2 separate regions of the Danio rerio genome follow, and region 2 is linked to region 1. The links are chromatin contacts, called in public HiChIP or PLAC-seq maps. All regions are on one chromosome and are shown on one strand. Each heading gives the region's core, a stretch centred on a gene start, on an enhancer-like site or on the middle of the called end of the contact. The rest is flanking DNA. Distances are from core to core; before and after follow the strand shown. Region 1 holds the start of galns (galactosamine (N-acetyl)-6-sulfatase). Region 2 holds the start of cdh15 (cadherin 15, type 1, M-cadherin (myotubule)).

Region 1 (4,198 bases), core at 864-3,363:
TTTTCAACAAAATAAAGATGCTCAAGCATGTTTAGAACAAATGAAGGATTAGTAAATGACCACTTTAATTTTTAGGTGAACACTGATATCTAAAATATCTTTGCTGTTACACAGAAATAAAAAGAAAATCATATTGTTTTGAAATAATGAGAATTTCCATTTTTGACTAAACTGCAAGACAATTGGATAATCTCAAAGTCTGACTTTAAGGATACACTTTGTAGTCTTCCGTCGGATATAAGAGTCCCAGATAAAGCTCCCTCTGGTCAGCCAGAGCTTTGCCCACTCCAGAGATCTTCTCCTCCACCACGTCCAGAGAAGTGTGCACTGTGTAGTGGAACTTCAGTTCCCCCTGGGTAGGGACACTCCGAATGTACAGTGGATAATTCTGCAGAGAACAATGTAATGTTAAATGGACAATGCACCCAAAAAAAGAGAAGAAATAATATCTCCCTCAGGAGTTTCCAAAGCTTTGATGCCTTTTTTTTCTCTTTTGAACACAATAAGATATTTTAAAGAACGTTGGAAACCAGTATCCATTTATATCGATTATAAGAAAAACAATGGAAGTAAACGGTTTCCAAGATTTTTAAAAATATCTTTTAACAAATTAATCTGTATATATTTGTAAATAAACATCAACTTGCCTAACGTCATCTGTTTGGTTGCAAAAGGCAAGCGTTAGTGATTGATACATGTGACACAGGATGAGAATGGTATTTACAATAAAAATAAAGTGCAATTGAGTTGTATTTTTTTTCCTGTATATAATACATTTTTCAGTAATGCGGTGAAGCAGTGTGTAGCACAATCACCTCACAGCAAGTAAGTCGCTGGTTTGCGCCTTGGTTGGGTCAGTTGCCATTTCTGTGTGGAGTTTGCATGTTCGCCCGTGTTTGTGTGGGTGTGCTAAAATTGTTCGTAGTGTGCGTATGGGTGTTTCCTAGTGATGGGTTGCAGCTGGAAAGGCATCCTGGATGCTGGATAATTTGGCGGTTCCTTCTGCTGTGGCAACCCCAGATGAATAAAGGGACCTAGCCAAAAAGAAAATTAATAATTTTTTTTTTCTCAATGAGAAACAATGACTAATATTTCTAATCCTAATTTGTAACTGTTTATTATACACCAAATAACCTTGTCAGGCACATTTAACCATCTGATGACATTAAAAGACTAATTTTTTTGTATGCTTTGTTTTTTACAATAAAAAAGATACTTTGATTAAGATATTTGTTTAATGTTTATACACACTTTTGTGAATTTGATTACATTTTTAATTTATAGCAATTTTTTTCAGAGCATTTCTACTGGACGCATGTAGATACATGCACAACATTTTTTCTGAGCATTTCTTCAATGCTTCAAAATGTATTTGATGTGCTTTAACCTTTTAACCAGCACAATAATTTATTTTGACCAATCTCTTGGATACAGTGTGATCCTGACACCACATTAAAAAGTTTTTGTTTTAATGATAACCAACTTAACCTCAATCAACGTACGGGTCTTTTTATTTATTTTTTAGCAGTCGTCCATGTTTTGTGTGACAACTCTACTACTATTGCAGCCCATCCGGTAGTGTGGCAACAACACTTTCTACACTAATCCACGCATGTTAGGGATATGTAGTTATACATAAACTACATTAATTTGTAACACACATTAGAATCTTAACGTTTTAAGAGTCTGACACGCAAAACCGACTCGGATCATGAAAAAAACACTCGTAAGGTCAAGCTTTAACGTTACAAGACATCACTCTAAAACAATTTAGGGTTGTGCAAAAACACCTCAAACATGGTTTCTTGTATCCTAATTACACCAGCACTACTTTAATTTCAACGTTTTCAATATTAAACTGTCAAAACACGCATGTAAACATTGAACGTCGCAATGTCTTCCCAATAGCGACACGTATCAGGAACTCTTCGTAAAAAAATCCACCAAATCTAAATAATTAATTGTGTCAGATTTAAAGTACCGTATGCTTCGATACATATTTATAAAACACATTTAATGTAAAATATATAACACGTTAGCATTTACCTCCTTTGCAATGACTGCTATGCACACCGCCATGATGACGCTACACCCCGCGATCACGTGACACGCGAAAGTCACATGATTATTAGTTTTATCGCGCTTGTGACAGTGTGCAATACTTCTCGTGATGCGAACAAACACATTTTATAATGTAGAACGCATAGTACTCTTTACAGTTCCGATTCCTGAAAGTTAGCATCTGTTGTGTATTTCACAAAGCTTTGAAAAGGGGTTACGATGTGTCTTCAGGCTGTCATCTGTGTGTTATGGACAGTATATGTGTGTCAGACTTCAGGAAGTCCAAACATCATCATCATGCTTATGGATGATGTAAGTTTTTCCCGTGTCTTTTAATTCAAAGTTTAACTGACCAACTGACTCAAAATCACTAATACACTTGCAGTTTGTTTAGATTATTTCACTACTAAGTGCAATATCTTTAAATATGAGAATGTTTCTGTTGTTCATATTCTGTTTTTAATTAGTAGTTTTATGTTATAATATGCTGTGTTTACCACAATATCGAAAACTATATTTTAAATGTTGACCTATTTGTCTGTTTTTAAATCAAAAATGCCATTCAGATTAACCCTGGGATGTTTTACACACAGTCGTACATCAGAATATGTACTGTTCATTAAAAATGTTGAATTTTATGGTCCAATTATCATTATTATGCTCATTAATATTGATTATATACAACTGTCGAACGTAGTGTGAGCAACACTAAGGTCTTTGATTCAATTCCCAGAGCTTGCTTGAATTGAACTGCTGTTTGAGATTGAGGTAAAGTTGGTTTTATATTCACTCATTCAGATTTTCTTCTTAATAATATAATTTCAGAAAATTATTCTTTGCTAATTCTAAACAGTGAAATCATATTAGCAGCCAATGACTAGTACAACATATGGTTCACAGTCAAGTAAATGGTGGTAATGTTGTTTTGAAGTCATACCTACAAGTGATTCCAGGCTGAATATTCAAAGTACCATGGTAAACAATATAGGGAGCATACCACAAGTTGTCACTGAACAAATGTGCGAATTTAAAACCATTCATCCATTCATTCATTTTCTTTTTGGCTTAGTCCCTTTATTAATCCAGGGTCGCCACATTGGAATGAACCACCAACTTATCCAGCACATGTTTTACGCAGTGGATGCCCTTCCAGCTGGAAGCCATCACTAGAAAACATCCATACACACTCATTTACACACATACACTACGGACAATTTTGCCTTCCCAATTCACCTGTACCATGTCTTTGGACTTGTGTGGGAAATCGGAGCACCCGAAGGAAACCCACGCAAACATAGGGAGAGAACATGCACACTCCACACAGAAATGCCAAATGATGCAGCCGATGCTCGAACCAGTGACCTTCTTGCTGTGAGGCGAACGTGCTACCCACTGCGCCACCGCATCGCCCAATATAAAACCAACTTTACTTCAATCTGTTTGTGTGTGATAAATAAATGGTTGATTGCTTTGGGATTTTGGATAGAAGTGTCTGTCCAAGATTGTAAGAGAAGCAGATCTTAGCTAAACTGTGGATTAAAGATAAATCATCCCATTTTGGTGTTCGCATTTAACATAATTTTACAAATGTGATTTTATATGCATGAAAAAAATAACTCAAATGCAAAAAAAGAGTCAACTTTTATATTTTGAATAAGGTTTGCAAGAATGGAAATAACAAATGTGAGTAAAATAAAGTTTCGTCATCTTTCAGCATGAATGTGGAAATGAAACGGCATTGTTAAAATATATCCAAAAGTATGTGGTCATACTATATTTAAAATGAAGATATTTTTTTCTGGCAAATGGTTGAGACTTTGTGGTTTGAAACATAATATACATAAAGATTTAAAAACAATTTTAGGAATCTGCTGAATATTTCTTATTTAAAACTTGCGTCACAAGGTTGTGGTATTGTTGGTAAAGTTGAGTATTATAAAATAGTATAAACTGTTATTGGACTAAATTAGATTTCAGTGTATGACTATGTTAAAAATGAAATTATGGTAAAAATGCCCTTAGATATTATATACTCATGATGATTATATATATATATATATATATATATATATATATATATATATATATATATATATATATATATATATATATATATATATATAGACACACACACACA
Region 2 (4,198 bases), core at 583-3,082, 500 kb before region 1:
AACACATTTAGTTCCTTTAAAACAAGGGACTTAAGATTGTAATGTATTACTTTTTTCACCACACTTTCATCTAGTGTTAAAATACATAATGATGATAATTACCAAACATACTAATTATAATATTTGAGAATTTGAACTGTTTTTAAACAATCATGAGTTGGAGAAAATTATTTAGAGAGTTATGGTTAAAAAAGGAAAGAGCAACTTAGTTTTAGTATGTTATTAATGAATACTAACACATGAATAATACTAATATATTAATATATTAACTATTAATAACCATTACATTAATAAACATCTCATGTTTGGGTGATTTTGGCTCAAGAATGTATTAATTACGCTTATTGTTTGAGAAGTTACTGTAATAAAAACAACAACAAACAACAAAACACACACTTTTAATTACAAATTTAGTCGGTGAACATGAATTTTAAAGTTGTTTTCGAAAATTAATTTTTCAACCTTGAAGCATTTATTACAGTAGATTTACTTTATGCCAAAAATTGCTGCTTGTTCAAACTACTAACAGTTGAAGCATTATTAGCCTCCCTGTTAACCCCTTCCCCCCCCCAGTTTCTGTTTAACGAAGAGCAGATTTTTTCAACACATTTCTAAACATTAAAGTTTTAATAACTAATTTCTAATAACTGATTTATTTTATCGTTGCCATGATGACAGTAAATAATATTTCACTAGATCTTTTTCAAGGCACTTCTATACAGCTTAAAGTGACATTTAAAGGCTTAACTTGGCAGGTTAGGCTAATTAGGTATGCTATTGTATAACCATGGTTTGAGACAATCAAAACAAATATTGCTTAAAGGGGCAAATAATGTTGACCTTAAAATGTTTTTTTTTTAAATTTAAAACTGGCCGAAATAAAACAAATAAGACTTTCTCCAGAAGAAAAAATATTATCAGACATACTGTGAAAATTTCGCTGCTCAGTTAAGCATAATTTGGAAAATATTTAAAAAAGAAAAAAAATCAAAGGGGGTTTATTAATTCTGATTTCAACTGTAAAGTAAGTTAACACAATTCTTCATTGACACAAATTAATTAGGTTAGCCTAATTGTTTTATGTTCAATCGACTTAAATTTGTAAAAATAATTAAGCCTACTTAATTGATTTGTGTAGGGACAACATAAAGGTATTATGTTGAACCCAGCATTTTTATAATTCATTGAGCAATTTGCTCTGTAAATATAAAAGACAATGTTAACCCTTCTCTTTTAAATACGACTGGGAAAAATGTCTGTTTGTGAAATACATATAGACACATCTGTGAGAGTAGGTCAGTTGCTTCTGAACAGCTTAAGTAGTATCAATAAAAAATCTTATGATCAGTGTAAAAAAAGCTCTTGATATCATCCCAATGCAAATCAATTAAGTTAACTTCATGGTTTTTACAATTTTAAGTTGATTAAACATAAAACAATTAAGTTACCTTCCCCCAAAATCCAAAACATTTTTGAACAAGCAGCAAAAATGTTTTATGGAGTTATGATTGTTATGTTTTAATGTTACATTTCATATTCTCTGCATGATTCAATCTATAAACATCTCTCTTTTTATTGCTTAATTGCATCATATATATGAATATTATATTAACATTCCACATTTTTATTATTGTACTGTGCCGAAATGGATTAGGGCCTTGCATTAAAATGTGCAGCATACACTGATAAAAACGTAGAAGGTAAAGCTGAACTCACCTGACACACAATAGTCAGCAGTGCCGCCAAAACCACCACTGCCTTCATCTTTAGCCTTTTTGATCCTCAATGACCACAGTAAACCACTGCCAAACCATACAACACCAGTGTCCGGCGACTGAAGTAAAGTGTGCAGCAAGACACTGAGGTTCCTCGTGTATGTGTGTGTGTGCAGGGCTTGAGTGACAGCACATGTGTGAAGAACCCTGCCCCCACAATACACTCACACACACACACACACACACACACACACACACACACACACACACACACACACACACACACACACACACATACACACACCCATCTACTTCACAATCCTTGACCCATTCAAACACATGCAGATACTCATAATAAAGAACACTAAAAACTACATGAAGTAAACATTGTCACATTAAATTCATCCTTAATACAAATCAGCTTGAGTATTAGTACGTTTCCATTCCAACTGAAATATGGCACAAAACATTTGTGAAAACTGATTCTGTCCAATGAGTCAAAGAGAACAAAATCGTGACGTCATGATAATCTGGCACCAAATATCAACAAGAAAAATGCAATTTGCTGTGGTAGAAGAAGTCATCGAGGGCCTTTTCTTTCCAACCCAGGCCCATTCTGAAATCGTAGTCCTGTGGACGTTTCTGGAGACCGCGATGTACGTCCCGGGAGGTGTGTATTTTTGCAGTTTTTGTTTTCGTGAATCCACAAGAAGTCGATGTGTGTGCTTTTTTTATCTTAAATGTCACTTATGAGTGCTGTTCGCACCCACGCTGTTCTCACGTAAACCCACTGGAGAACATCTGTCTGACTGACTGAATGAATGATTGGACAACCAGCCAATCGACTGAACTACCCTCCTTCTTCCCTAAACCCTACCAGTTTCACTGATTGCCTCGCCTGCACGCTTACTTCCCTAAACCCGACCAACAATTTACAAAAGCCGTCCAGAAAAAGAAAAGCTAGGGAGTTTCCGATTTTACCACATTTTCACCCTGTAATGAACTTGTTCACTTTATTTTTTGGATTCTGTTTTTGTCTTACCTGATTTCGGGAACCACTCTTCCCTGGACTCAAACCCGGTCATCGTCGTCGTGTACAGTCGGTAAGCGAAAAGGAACGGCGTCATTCCGCCCCATAGCGTTTGCTTCAAAAATTAAATGCAGCCATACGAACCTCCGGCTACATAATTCGCAGTCTACAGAAACATCCACAGGACAACGTTTTCTGAATGAGTCTGGGTTGCTTTTTTCTTATATAATAAATGACTTGCTCATCAGAAAACACACAGTGGCTTTTGGAAGAGTGAGATGCTCTATAGGAGCGCAGACGCTAAAGACGGGAGGTACCTTCTGGGAGGTAATAACACTTTTTCTCAATCAAATAAAAAGTTAGTACTACTTATTTGTGTGCATAATTTTTTATAAAGATTTTAAAATTTGTTTTCACATATTAGCATTTCCATCAGGTATTTTTATACGATAGTTCATTCATTCATTCATTCATTCATTTTCTTTTCAGCTAATTCCCTTTATTAATCAGGGGTCACCCACTGCGGAATGAACCTCCAACTTATCCAGCATATGTTTTACGCATCAGATGCCATTCCAGCCGCAACCCAACACTACCCCATATTCTCTTGCTTTTACACAATTACACAGCCAATTTAGCTTATTCAATTCACCTATACCACATGTCTTTTAACTGAGTTTTAAATGGGGATAAAAATAGGTGGATGGAAACATTTTTATTGTGTAGCAAATCCTTGTATGATGAAAATAGTATGTCAAAAGTAATACAACGATAAATATTTTTCTGATTTTTGACAATTACATGATTTTAATCTGTATTTTGGTTAAGACGGTCTGTTTTACTAAATGAACATTGTATATTATTTATCTCATTGGCAGTTATTCGAATTTTCACAGACTTGTGAATTTTTAGAGAATAATAGAATTTTAGCAATAATATATGTATCAATGAAGTATGCACAAATGAAAAAATAAATAAAAACACATACATAATTTAACAACAACAACAAAAAAGAAAAGAAAAGAAAAACAAACTGATTTATTGTTTATAAAGTTATATTAGGTTCAAAAAAGTTTTGTAAAATATATTTTGGTAGCACTTTAATTTGAAGGGCCATGAAACCCTCCTTGTCGCAGCAGGGTGTTTTCACACCTCTAGTTTGAAAAAAGTCAGGAAAATGGGTCCAGCTTTGCTTAGGTGGGAGTGTCGAGTGGCGAAAGAGGGAAGGGTTTGCATGAAAAGGGGAGTTTCAGTTTACATGAGTTACTTTTTGAATATTCCTTTCATGATCTCGTTTTACATGTTATAGCACATCATTCAATTAAACTCATTGCATCATTTCCACGCTATCCACATTTCATGTGATTTTGGGTGTTTCATTCTTAATTTGTCGACTTTAACTGCGGTTTGGCACTTTGACTTTTATTCAGGAATATGAAGTCTGAAAGGAACT

What was found. HiChIP or PLAC-seq counts read pairs in DNA pulled down with a chosen protein or histone mark.
Region 2: an H3K4me3 HiChIP or PLAC-seq map of embryo shows a contact between it and region 1, with 5 times the contacts expected there. The contact joins the promoter of cdh15 here to the promoter of galns in region 1. A contact is called at or near these places in 1 of 18 Hi-C or Micro-C datasets (hematopoietic stem cells) and 1 of 4 datasets of contacts at active chromatin or transcription factors (embryo).

Annotation. Positions count from the first base shown.
Region 1 is chr7:56,591,398-56,595,595 of GRCz12tu, reverse strand. galns (galactosamine (N-acetyl)-6-sulfatase) reads left to right here and starts at 2,113. Exons shown (of 14, transcript NM_001080641.2): 1 at 2,113-2,373. The coding sequence starts at 2,281. trappc2l (trafficking protein particle complex subunit 2L) reads right to left here and starts at 2,105. Exons shown (of 5, transcript NM_001003506.2): 1 at 2,047-2,105; 2 at 216-388. The coding sequence starts at 2,079.
Region 2 is chr7:57,093,407-57,097,604 of GRCz12tu, reverse strand. It overlaps cdh15 (cadherin 15, type 1, M-cadherin (myotubule)), which reads right to left and starts at 1,832. Exons shown (of 14, transcript NM_212606.2): 1 at 1,717-1,832. The coding sequence starts at 1,764.